Regions from separate parts of the Zea mays genome. Here region 1 is linked to region 2. A link is a contact called in public Hi-C data. All regions are on one chromosome and are shown on one strand. Each heading gives the region's core, a stretch centred on a gene start, on an enhancer-like site or on the middle of the called end of the contact. The rest is flanking DNA. Distances are from core to core; before and after follow the strand shown. Region 1 has its middle 29 kb from the start of LOC100285776. Region 2 holds the start of LOC100281069 (glyoxylate reductase).

Evidence for each region. A called contact is a pair of places that touch in the nucleus more often than the background predicts.
Region 1: a Hi-C map of leaf shows a contact between it and region 2, with 4 times the contacts expected there. The contact joins the enhancer-like site here to the promoter of LOC100281069 in region 2. A contact is called at or near these places in 2 of 25 Hi-C or Micro-C datasets (endosperm and leaf).

Annotation. Positions count from the first base shown.
Region 1 is chr1:144,418,124-144,425,273 of Zm-B73-REFERENCE-NAM-5.0, reverse strand. No RefSeq gene overlaps it. Among protein-coding and RNA genes, the nearest start is that of LOC100285776, 29 kb to the left of the region's middle. Within about 2 kb of position 5,008, at least 14 of the 20 cell types and tissues checked have an H3K27ac peak or open chromatin away from gene starts, as enhancers often do. A contact at or near this core is called in endosperm and leaf, where this site is marked.
Region 2 is chr1:144,254,739-144,260,895 of Zm-B73-REFERENCE-NAM-5.0, reverse strand. LOC100281069 (glyoxylate reductase) reads left to right here and starts at 2,184. Exons shown (of 2, transcript NM_001153988.3): 1 at 2,184-2,709; 2 at 5,500-6,132. The coding sequence starts at 2,269. The coding sequence ends at 6,021.

The sequences.
Region 1 (7,150 bases), core at 3,759-6,258, 160 kb before region 2:
GGATATTTGTGCGTTTTCCGGTGCTCAGGGAATCTCAGCTATTCTGGAGAAGGCCGGATGTGATCACGTCAAGGCTATAGCCCAGACCGAAGCTGCCTTCTCCTTAGACGATACGAAGGATCCTTCAGCCGAAGCAACTTTAGTGGGCGGGAAGTTTTATTTTGATGTCTGGGTGAACGGTGGCCGAGAGCTAGCCAACGAAATTATAAAAAAGAGTGAAAAAACACCCACGATGCCCGGAAAGAAGCAAAGTGAGCTGAAGAGGCTGCTGAACGCGAAAGGCACATAGGTATTGTTTTTTGATTTTTTTGGTTTCAGTACTTGCTATGTAGCTTCGAACTAACAGTTTACTTACTACAGCTGAACTATCCCCGCCACCGGAGCCTTACAATCCCCTAGCTGATCTAGAGATGAAGGAAGCACTGGATATTATAAGCATGGTGAACTCCATTATCGACGAAGTCGTCGACAAACTTTTGAACGAAGTCACAGAAAAAGTCCTTAGAGAAGAATAGATTTTGTTGTAATAATATTTTGAAATGCTTGATGTAAGGAACAATTGAAGAAAGATTAGGCTTCTGTTGTAACAAAACTATGGAACATTTGATGTATGTAATATTGAACCTAATATGTAAGCTGTTGTAATTTATTTCTTTGCGATGCACGAAACATACACCCATACCGTTTTTTGAGCCTTCGGCGAAAAAACACCTTCCCTTCTTTTCATGCTTCGTAAAGAAGGAAACCCCTTCTAGGGCAGATCTGATAGAATTGTCACTCGAAGCTTGCTTCGTGCCTTAGCTTTAATTTCGTTATAAAGACCTTGACCGAATTTTCATTGAATCACTCAGAATTCATCCTCCAAAGTTCATCCGAGCTCACTATCAGTCCAACCCTAACACTTGATCCGACTGACAGCCCGAGTTTGAGTCCATTTTACTCCAATTTTGGTACAGCACCAATGCTTTGTCACTTAACCAAAGTTGTACTCCTATCATAGCTCTACAAGATTGATGTATTGACCTAGGGCAAAATCCTCATGAATTAAGAAATACAAGGCTCCAAAGTTGGCTCAATTTCACTGAAATTCAGAGTTAGCCACATAAGTGTGCTTGGGACTTTTTGCAATTAAGTCCAAATTACTCCATACTTGTCACACCCGGTTTTAGAGGTAAACAGAATGCGAACCATGTACGTGCCAGGATCAGAAATTCATGTACACAACGATTACATAAATGACTCATCATAGCACAGTGCTTCGAATAACATTAAAGAATGAGTAATAATATTCAAGGCTACAGTCATTTACATAATATAAATCAAAGTACACAGAATCGAAACGTAGCCAACGTAAACAAACCCACCACAAGAAGCTGATTGGGGGAGGTCGCTAGCCTAATCCTCGAACTCGTCGAAGTCTCGGAACTCTTGGAGATCCGCCTCGACACCTTCTTCTTTACCTGAGCATAGATTGCACCAAAGGCAACCTGGTGTTTTGTGAAAGCAAGGGTGAGTACACATCAATGTACTCAGCAAATATCTCATTTGGCTGAAGTGGACTAGCTTTATGTGGAGTTAGGATCAAATAGTTGCTTTTAGTTGGGCGGGTAATTATTACTAGTATAGAGCCAGGTTTTAGCATTAACCCAAGTTGTTAACCCAAAAGTACTCTTTCCAAACGGAAAGAATACCAGAAACCATAATCATAATCATAATCATAATCAAAACCATCATTATCCTCATCATCACCTGTAAATAAAGTATCTATGATCAATGTGTCTCTAATCAATGGAGCTCCCTTGGCCGCTCATAACCGCGAGCACGGCTGATATATCAGTTTCATAACACTCTGCAGAGGTTGGGCACTTTACCCACGAGCCGTGATTCCCTCTCTAGCCCGAGCTTTCAAGACCCTTATTCACTCCCGAGGTGAATGGCCAAGGATTCACTACGAAGCCTTTACAAAGATTCCCTGAGGCTGTAGCCGCCCGTTAGGTTTCCTAAATGTACCGCACTCCTCTCCAAGGGGCAATCCACCCTCGGCAGAGCGAGCCGCATACACCAAGCCCCATTGACGGCACGACGGCGAAGCGAACTACACCTCAGTTCCTCTAATTAATTAGCTAAGGGCGTCCCATACCACCCTCATGGTTGCACTGTTTTCTCGGGTGGTCATCCAACGAACAGGTCCTTGCGGAGAGGCACTCGAGAAACCGCTCAAGTCCCCTAAAATGCCACAATATATCTTCATATCCAGAATAAAATCATAGTATCATCATTGTATCTCATCATGTTCATTGATTAAAGTAAAGCGCTAGCATAGAACTAATCATGATAATCAATTCCCAAAGTGTAAACAAGGACTGGAAAACAGAATACTAGTCAATCCTTAGGTTGATCATGGTATGCGGGTTGATGAATTATAAAGTAAATGGGACATAATAGGTCAGAGGACACTTGCCTTCACCAAACAGATGCTTAGGGTCTTCAACCTTATAGAACTCGAGAAGCCTGACCACTTGGTCGCCAACGCTTGATCACCGATCCCTCGAAGCTCGAAAACGGATCTCAATCTAATCGCAACGCGAAGCGAAGACGAACAAGCATAAGCAAACAAACACATATTTGCATAAGATCATTACACCATACCAAAGAAAACATAATGAAAACATGCAATACGAAATAGAGCTCGCTACTACGGTCACACGAGGAAAAGAAACGCGATAGTCTGAGCTACGGTTGAGAGGTTGTCGTGTTTACACTAAACAAGTATTAGTTAGAACATTTAATTCAACATTTATCAAATATAAATAATATCTACTACTTAGTTTTGACTAACTTGCTATTTTACTACTAGACAATTAAACATACAGTTAATTATATGACAAGGATGATTTTATGCGAACGATTAAATATTGTGCGCAGACAGCACGCGATACGCGAGGCAACGCGCGCTACCCGCGAAAATGACGCGCGCGACACGCGGGAACGACACATGCGAACGATGCACGAACGACGTGCAGACACACACGACTTAGTGTGCGGCAACGCGCGAAACAGTACGACAACATGCGAACGGCGCGCAGACACGCGTGACATAGCACGTGGACGACACACGAAACAGTGCGAGCGCGAACGACGAGCGACTCAGCACGTGACAAAGATGAGTAGAAATGGGTTTACGACGCATTATATATCAAATAACTGACCATTCGCGGCTAACAAACGACGCGACCAACGAATACTACTAAATTGTGATTAAAGGTGCAAAATTATTTTTCTAAGTTGATTTTAGTTAATATAAATTATTTGCGTAATATATTTTAGATAAATTGAATTATCAATTAGTCAACGATTAAACGAGAATTAATTAATAAGCATGAACGATTATAGCGAAACGATTATCTAATGTAAGTGGATCGCGCACGCGACACGTGACAATGCTTGAAAACAGCGCGCGGACGACGCGCTATGACGTGCGCGTATAGCACACGCGCTATGTGAAATAGCACGTGCAACACGTGAAAATGGCACACGCGATACACTCAAACGGATGACGGCGACGAACGCAAACAGCACGCCGTCACGCGAGAATCACCAAATAGATGTAATGTTTATACTAAACAAGTATTAATTTACAATCATCTGCGTTGATATTTGTCACATTAACTTGTATTTAGAAAAACGTAAATTTAAACTATACATGAGTTTTATTAAATTTCCATTTTAATAGCCAACTAATAGACAAATAATTAATCAATTAAAACATGTGTCACGGTAACGTAATGTTTTTAATATACACAAAATATTATTACAGAGTTAACGCAACTGAAATAGACAAAAACGAATGTTTAACGCAAAAATATGTCATCTATTTAAAGAATAGTAAATTTAAAGTGAATGATAGGTTTTTATTGATTGGAGCAGTACCACGCTAAAGGCCACAGAGACCATGGGCGCACACGATCCTGATGAGGGGCAGTTTTCAGTTGACTCCGGCTGCATGCGCATGCCATAGGGGCCTTGACGGTTTTTATTTCTTGGTTGCATGCAGATTGCACGCTATGCATGGGGGCGGGGCTCAGGCGCATGCAAACATCATGGATCATAGACGGAGCAGTTGCTTACTTCTTCTCTATTGCAAATTGCAACCTGCACGACGCTAACAGCAGGGCAAAACCGGATCGCGCAGGGGGTAGAGGGTTGTGCCGACGGCTTGCCGGTGATGGCGTGCACGGTGGAGCTCGCTGGCCGGGCTCCCGCAGGGCAGGGCTAGCATGCACAGACACGGCGCAGCGTAGGGACATCGTGAGAGAGGCGGTCTAGGCAGGGGTGCCATTGCAGGATGGCTGCAACCGCCGGGCACACACGGTGGCCGGGCTGCTGCTCGCCGGAGCAGGCGTGTGGGGGCAGCTCTACGCACATGCGACTAGGTTGTAGAGGCCGGTGGCACTACAGCCAGGGTGGGTTGTGGTAGCGCGGCCTCCGCCGGACTCCGGTGGCGTGGCTCTACAACGACTAGCGTAGGGGGCAGGCTGGTCGTGGGCTTGGCGTAGGTGTAAAGAAGCTCGCACCGACCATGGGAGGCGGTCGGGCGCAGGGTGTTGGGGTAGACGGGAGGGAATGCTGACCTTGGCGTGTGACGGTGAGGCGAGCCAATGACGAATGGCGAAACGCGGATGCAGACAGTGAACGCCACGGTCTCGCAATGGGGCGCTGGGAGGCGGACGACGTCGAGGCTGTTCTGGATGGCGGTGGCGGAGGCGATTGCTACGCGCTACGAGGTGGTCTGGGCGTGGAATGACTTTGGCATGAAGCGAGGGTGGTTCCTCCATGCTTGAGGAAGGGGAGAACAGGGCCAGTTGTTTTGAGCGTGCGGCAGATGCCGAGGCTCCTTGTCGTGGCCGGCTCGGGCGGGATCATGGGAGAGGAAGTTATAGAGAAGGAGATGACAACTAGGCCCTGCCGAGCAATCCCAAGCGTGGGGCAGTGAGTTTTTGGCACGAAGCGTGGGTGGGCTCTACTGGGCAGTGGTCCCCACGGCACAGCCGTGATGCCGAAGCACACGACCACACCTGGGCTAGGTTGCATGGCAGTGTGGGGAGAAGACGGTTTTTTGTTTTTTTATAAAGGTATACGTATATATTTATACATGAATATGTATATATATTTATATAGATCGTGCACTACACAAATACCTCGAATTTTTTAGTATTTTCCTTCTTCTGATTGACTAGGACCATTTAGCAAACAAAAATGTGCTTCAACATGATATGCAACAATTAAACTCCTCTAGTGTTTTATTTTACCAAGCATAACACTTATATATAAAACAAAATAACTCTCCATTGTTTAGAAAAAAGTAAAAGATGCGAAAAAGGAGTGAGTAACACCTGAATTTTGAGTTTAGAGCAAAGAAATTCTTATACCTAAAATTCAGGGTGTTACAATACTACTTGAAAGTCCTCCAATGTAAAAGTTACTTGGTTTTTGATATTCTACCACTTTGATATTTATATTTTCGTACAAAAGTGTAGAGAATTTTAATTCACCACCCTAGGGTACAAATTAGGGTTTTCTAGGGTTTCTTTTAGGGTTTTTCAGCACTTTAGGGTTTTTGTGCCACTGAATTCCATCAAACTAAATATCTTATGAACCTTTCCAATGACTTTTGAGGTATTACTCATTTTGGCTTTACTTTCACCCATAGGCCCTAATCCCAGGGTTAAGTATATACACATCTTACAAGTTACATGAAGCTAAAAACCTAGGAAAATTTTCCTGCAAGAAGTGTTGAGTCTCCCCGGTAGCTTCATCTTCAGCATGCTGGTTCCATTGTACCTTATAGAATTTGAGGGTTCTTTTTCGAGTGATCATGTCCTTCTGATCCAAAACTCAAATGGGATGTTCTGAATAAGTCAAATCTGGTTCCAAAGCAACATCCACCACATTGATGGTTCGATCAGGAATCCGAAGGCACTTTTTCAATTGGGATACATGGAACACATTATGTACTGCAGATAATGTTTTAGGCAGTTGAAGTTTGTACGCCACTAGTCCGCGTTTGTCACACCCGGTTTTTGAAAGGTAATCCGAATGCGAACCATGTACGTGCCAGGATCAGAAACTCACGTACACAGCGATTACATAATTGGACATCATCACACATTGCTCAATGTAAATAGCGGAAAGGTACTTTAATTACATCAAGATGTCCAAGACATCCACAGAGTCTAATACATAGCCATAGTGTTCAACATTAATATCAAAGTGCGAAGAAGCGAACGTAGATGATAAGCCTACACAGGCAGCTGACTGGGGTTTGCCACTAAGAAAAACTAGAATTCGTCGTAGTCCTGGAACTCCTCCAAGTCCTCCATGTTACCAGCATCACCTCCTGAGCACTGAGTACAGTGGGGACAACCTGGGGTGGGGGTGGTTTGTAAAGCAAGGGTGAGTACACATCAACGTACTCAGCAAATGTCCCGTTTGGCTAAACTGGACTAGCTGTATGTGGGGTTGAGGTTAAGTAGTTGCTTTTATTTAGTCAAACATTTATTACTATTAGTAGAGCCAAGTTTTAGTAATAAACCCAGTTATTACCCAAAAGTACTCCCTCTAAGAGGAAATACAAGAGATCAGAATTATAACCAACATTATTAACCATCATCATAAAAGTAACCAAAGTTCTTCTAATTAAAGAAAATCCCAAGGCTGCTCTTAACCGTGAGCTCGGCCGATATAGCAGTTTCTAACACTCTGCAGAGGTTGCACACTTTACCCACAAGTTGTGATCCCTTTATGCCTCGGGTCGATCAAACCCTCAAACACTACCAAGAAGAGTCGGCAAGGTTTCACTATGTAGCCTTTACAAAGACTCCCCTGGTGCATAGCTGCTCGTTAGGTTTCGCCAGTCGTACAAATGTAGTACACCTCCCCAAGGTGGGTGACTAACAAAACCAAATCGAATGAACCTCTGCACCCCCCTTGGCAGAGCGAGCACTACGCCTCGGCCCCCATTGACGGTCCTCAGGCAAAGCCAACTACATCCCAGGTTCATCTAATTAATCAGCTAAGGGCGTCCCATTCCACCCTCATGGTTGCACTGTTATCTCGGGTGGTCACTCCACGATCAGGTCCTTACGGAGAG
Region 2 (6,157 bases), core at 935-3,434:
GGACTTAACCTAATTTATAATTTAGAAATTGGAAATAATATAGAAAGGGAAAGAGAAGAATACTACTATATATATATATATATATATTCCTTCCATACTGGTATGTTCAAATTGTATATTTAATATGAGTACAAAATTCACCACAAAGTTTGAATTCAAAGTTTGGAATCTAAAAATGAAAAGAAAAAGAATCAGAAAAGAAAAAGGAATATACCCGCGCATGGGCCTAGGACCTGGTTTCGGCCCAAACCGACATCCTCCCGCTCGGCCCAACATGTAGGAGACGCTGACATGTGGGGCCTACGCGGTCGGGCACACCTTGCGCGTGTCGCGCGCCCTCACATCCGCTGTCTCATTGACACCTGGGTCCACGCTGTAGGAATGCACCGCGCGCACCCTACGCCACTGCGAGTAGGACCCACTCGTCAACCACTGCGTCCGCGCAAGTCGTGTTGGTCGCTTACGTGTGGGCCCTTCTTGTCACGTTCGTCCCCAACTTGCGGACGAGCTGTTGCAACAACCTTGCGCCGTGATGCTGGGAAGACCGGGTCGGCCTCCTCCGTGCTCGGGGATTAAAAGCCGGGGCCCTTGGGTTGTCTTGCGCATTCCCCTTGAACACCTCGTCTTTCGTACCCTTCCCCGTCGACCCTCGTGGCCGTGAAGCGGCCCGAGAGTCAACCTGCTGCTAGGAATCGACGTCTCCTCCCCTTATCTGTTTCATGGAGTGCCCTGGACGTCCGAGGCAACACGACAGGCATTGCAGGGAAGAGCTCGGCGACTACATGTGATCTGTGCGGTGGAATTGGTCGCCGGGGTTGGGAAAGCACCGCCGGGCCGCAAGACATCGGTAGTGGTCCTCTACGCCACACAATCCTTCGGTAAGAAGTCCTTGCTGAGCTCACTAGATCCCTAGCTACGTTTAGCATCTCTTGGTTTGGTGTTTGGGCTGTTGTCGTGTCAATTTGGTGGTCGCCGGTAATGGCGCCGCCGTAGAAGGGAGGCGCGGCGCATTCGGTTTGCCTTCTAAAACTGGGTGTGACAGCTTCGCTTGCCTGTCCATCTCTGTCCCACGTTCGTCAACGAGAAACAACTACGACTCGGCTCTATAAAGAAATATTTAATTGGTTTAATAGTAGATCAAAGTAATGAAACATATACACCACCTGTTTTTGATCGACACTTCCCATGTGCGTCACACATGTGAGATTTGCCAGTTCAAAACTGCCTCTTATTTAGACAGCCTTTGAGTGACCAACATAACATAGTATTTATCATGAGCTATGTGGTTATTCTTTGCGTCCATGCTCGGCCGCCAAAAATAAGAACATGACCAACTATTTTCGATAGTCAAAAATAGCGTTGAAAATAACCATTTCTAGGGTTATTTTTGGCTGCTGTTTCTTGGTCACCAAAAATAACTAATTTTTGATGGTCGTTACTGAAAATAACACAGACTTATGATGAATAAGACAATGTTGCCAAAAATAACTATAAACCCAACGAAAATAAGTTATTTTCTGTAGTGCACCACTACTATTCCTTTATTTTATTGTTGGCATGGTTGGTTGTGTGTGTATTCGCGTTTGGATTGGCCTCTTTGCCTAACTCTTTGTGTTTATGTTTTATGTTTTGTTTCTATTTGAATAAAATAATACGTAGCTTTCTTGTATATTGTTAGTTAAAAAATAAGAATGATATGGTTGGTTCCTGTTCCTATCAAATTTTTTTGTTTTATTCTAGTGGTGCAATAATTTAAAACTATGGCATGTTTTGGGTTTATTTTAGACAGACTCGTCGTCAGCTAAATAAATTGGCAACTCTATGCCAGCTAAAAGGGTGTTTGGTTGCTCTGAATAAAATTTAATTAGTGTCATATCAAATATTTAAATATCAATTATAAGTAATTAGATTTTAAAAATTATCTCATATTTTAGGCTTCATCTATATAATTAGATTATATTTAATATCATTAATCATCATTCAAACATTTGATACGATAAAGATTAAAATTTTAGTTGTTAGATCCAAAGCCATTCAAAATAAAATAACTGGCCGGCTGCTGCGTTCCAATTCAAATACACAATCAACAGGCACCTGTATATTAATTTTGGTCTCTCAACGATGTCCTCGGAATTGAGCCGCTGGCGACATACATAAGCAACAGCCTAGTCGCCATCTTTTTTGTACCGTACGTGCCTTGCGCCCTTGCCCATCCAAGTCCAACCTCCCTAAACTACTCCTGCGTGCTGCCTGAGCGAGTGAGCGGCGATGGAATCCTTGGGTGTGCTGCTCCTGCACCCGCTCGACACATACCTGGAGCAAGAACTGGATCGCCGCTGCCGCCTCCTGCGCCTCTGGGAGGTGCCGCATGACCGCCGTGGAGAATTCCTCCGTGCCCACGCATCATCGATCCGCGCCGTGGTCATTGGCGGCGGCTCGGGCTTCGGCGGCAACCCGGCTCTCATCGACGACCTCCCGCGGCTCGAGATCATCGCGTGCTACGCCGTCGGCTACGACTGCGTGGACCTTACCAGATGCCGCGAGCGCGGGGTCCGGGTCACCAACACCCCCGACGTGCTCACCGACGACGTCGCGGACCTTGCCGTGGGACTCGCCATCGCCGCTCTCCGCAGGATCCCGCACGCCGACAGCTACGTCCGCGCCGGGCTGTGGAAGGCCAATGATGGCCACTACGGTCTCACCACTCGGGTTCGTTTTTGCTTCTATTCGTTAAGTATCCTGCGCTTCTACGCCGTGAGCATTGCTTCATATTACTTATAATTGGAAAAGAGACAGAGACATTTTTTTAAACTCTAGCTAGAAAAGGACTTTAGCAAAAAATATACTACTCCATTAGTAATTAGAAAAGCTGTAGACCTCTTTTTTTAATATCAATAAACTTTTAATTTAAGTTGGCCGCCCAGAGCGTCTAGGTCACGCGGAGCACACAGCAGTTCCTGACTTTTTAGAGGACAGATGTGAAATCTGATTTGAAGACCTTATCCCATATATATATAAGATGAAAAATATAAAATATAGCCAAAAACACTTACTTGTTATCTGATATCATTAAAAATATCTTCTAACATTTTGGGATACAAAATCATCGATTATATTATTGAGATCAATCTCATTCAACAATTTCTTTTCGACTCATAGGATCGTCAAGCCATTTAACCTCTCTTGAGTTATTGTTGACTTTAAATTGTTCACAAAAATATTTCAATTTTAAAAATCTTCTCTCCGTCGCTAGAACCATCATGTGTACAGTAAATAATACTATCTCTATATCAAATCTATATCAAAATAGAATTCGTTTTGCTTCTTTAGTGGATTCATCATCATGTAGTTAAATATAAACATAAAAATCGAGAGATAAAACAAATACTATTTTAGAATGGATAGAGTATTTGATAAGTAATTGAGACATTAGTTTAACAATCTAAACAAGACTGATCGATAGTGTATCGCTCTTTACGTATTTGTGTCTAGGATAGATAGATTTAACTAAAAAAAATGCTAGCGTTTGGTGGCTAGAGGACACTCTGTTTTTTGGGCCCGGTGTGGTCGCACCCTTCGCACCTCTCAGGTACGGCTCTGCAGAGAACGTGCATGAGGGTATCATGAAAAGTAAAAAATAAAAGACAGAAAGTTGTTAATAGGAATCTCCAAATATATGGTGTTATTTTATATATTTTCTCAAACATAAAACTATTGAATTTTTGAAAAAAATAAAGATGTATGTTCCTTTAGACAGATAGTATAGTTTTTTTAAAAAAAAGCCTCGTTGTGTCAAACCTTAAAGCAGAGGCAAAGCAGTACTAGTAGCGGTGGCGTGGTCCCAGTGGACTGCATCCCCCGTTCGCTTGTATATTTTGACCCGGCTCTCTGGTTCCATCACCGTGCGCGCCAAGTCATGTTGTTCTATTCCGAGTTCTCTTCTATCGCTCATCTGCGACGGACACAAATTTCGTTGATTGTCCTCGATCGAAGATGATTAACTTGTGCGCAGCATGCTACATAGGCAGCACGGCAGCGTGACGCATTTCTGTACTACGACCGCATCATGTCTCAACGACTCATCAGTTGTTAGTAGTGTTTGTCGCCCTGCGCGCCATATTTAATTCGTATTATCGTATACAATATTTTAAATTTTACATAATATTATGTACGCACGTGATATATAATATTATGTACGCACGTGATATGAAATTCATACGTAAGATTTTAAATTGTATATAAATATTATGTATTTCTTCTGTATCAAAATAGTTGTTGTTTTATCTCTTAGTTCTTATGTTTATATTTAAATGGATGATGATAAATATAAACACATATATCAAGTATTGTATAAATCTATTAATCACTTAAAATAAATTTTAATTTGGAACAGACAAAGTATGAGTTAATATATAGTACACAAAATGTTTAGAAAAATAGTTGGAAAGCAGAAGCATGTGCACAATTTTTTTTGAGTGTACTGATAAATATAATGTATGTAGCATGTTAGAAGTGGACGGAAGCAACATATTAGTTCCATATTTAGTAATTACAGCTTAGGAGTACTACTATTTGATCTCGGCTCCCAAGATGCAGCATCTTTATTACGCGCAACAAATTAGGGCTTGATTGGTTTCGCTGATGAGATTGAACTCGGCTCCTAACTTCCTAGGATGCAGCATCTTTATATATGTGTGCGTGATTGGTTCTCTAATCTTGTTGTAGCGATGCAAGCTATGTTTGTTTGGATGGATCTATCTATAGCTCGATCTAATTCAGATAATGCAAAAAGTGACAAGCGAGAGATTCGATTGTGTTTCTGGCTCACAAGAGCCTGCTCGAGCTCAGCCAAGTTACGAGGATGCGAGTCACTAAGGTAGTGTTTGGTTGAAGAGCCAAGTAGAACGGAACCGTTCTGTTCTAATTTTGTTATTGTTTGGTTACAAAGTAACTAGAACGGAATGGCTTCAATTAGGGAATATTCTCCTCAGATCCAGAACCATTCCGCTCCAGTTTTTGTTTGGATGGCTCTATCTATAGCTCGATCCAAGTCAGGGTGCCTTGTTCAGAAACCAATCAAGCCCTTAGAGCCTATTTAGAAAAAGTTATCCTTTTAGTCACCTTTCTGTTTAGATCTTTCTTCTAAAGTGACTAGATTTTAGTACCTTTGCTTTAGCTATTGAGATCCAAACAGGCCCCTTAAACATGTCCCCTGCTCAATCGCTTGTATTGAAATACAAATTTCAAGGCACTCTTAGTTTTGCTTTATAAATTGCTCTAATTTTTTTCGTTAGGTACGTAGTAGTTGCTCCGTATTTGGTAAAAGCATAAATATAGTTGTATGATAAAAACTATATATCCAAAAAGCTAGAACAGTATAAAATAAATTTAGAACCGACTGAGTATAAAAACAAAACTAACGAACACTGTTCCTTGGTCGTTTATTTGCTTGTTCAATTAATTTGTCAAGGTCTGGGACCTGGGTTGTTCTGTTTGCAGTTCAGTGGCAAAAGGGTCGGCATCATTGGGCTGGGCAGGATAGGGCTTTCCATTGCCAAGCGAGTGGAAGGCTTCGGTTGCCCGGTCTGCTACTACCAGAGAACAAGGCAGGATGCGTACCCCAACTACATCTATCTCCCGACGGTGCTCCAGCTCGCAGCAAACAGCGATGTCCTCGTGGTGGCCTGCTCGCTGAACGAGCAGAGCCGCGGCATCGTGAGCCGCGAGGTGATCGAGGCGCTCGGCCCCACGGGCGTGCTCGTCAACGTTGGGCGCGGCGCGCACGTCGACGAGCCCGAGCTCGTCGCGGCGCTCGCCGATGGCCGCCTCGGCGGCGCGGGGCTGGACGTGTTCCAGGCCGAGCCGGACGTGCCGCAGGCGCTCATGGCGCTCGACAACGTCGTCCTGGCACCGCACATGGGCAGCGGGACGCATGAGACCCGCAAGGCCATGGCGGACCTGGTGCTCGCCAATCTGGAGGCGCACGCTCTCAACATGCCGCTGCTCACTCCGGTTGTCTGACACTGACAATAATTACTTTTAAGCCGAGCTTCCGCGGCATGTATGGAATTTGGTCACTTGTTTTCAAATGCTGTGAATTAATAACAAAGCAACACAATTGTTAAGTATCAAGAAACTTTGCCTTCCAAAGCATTAC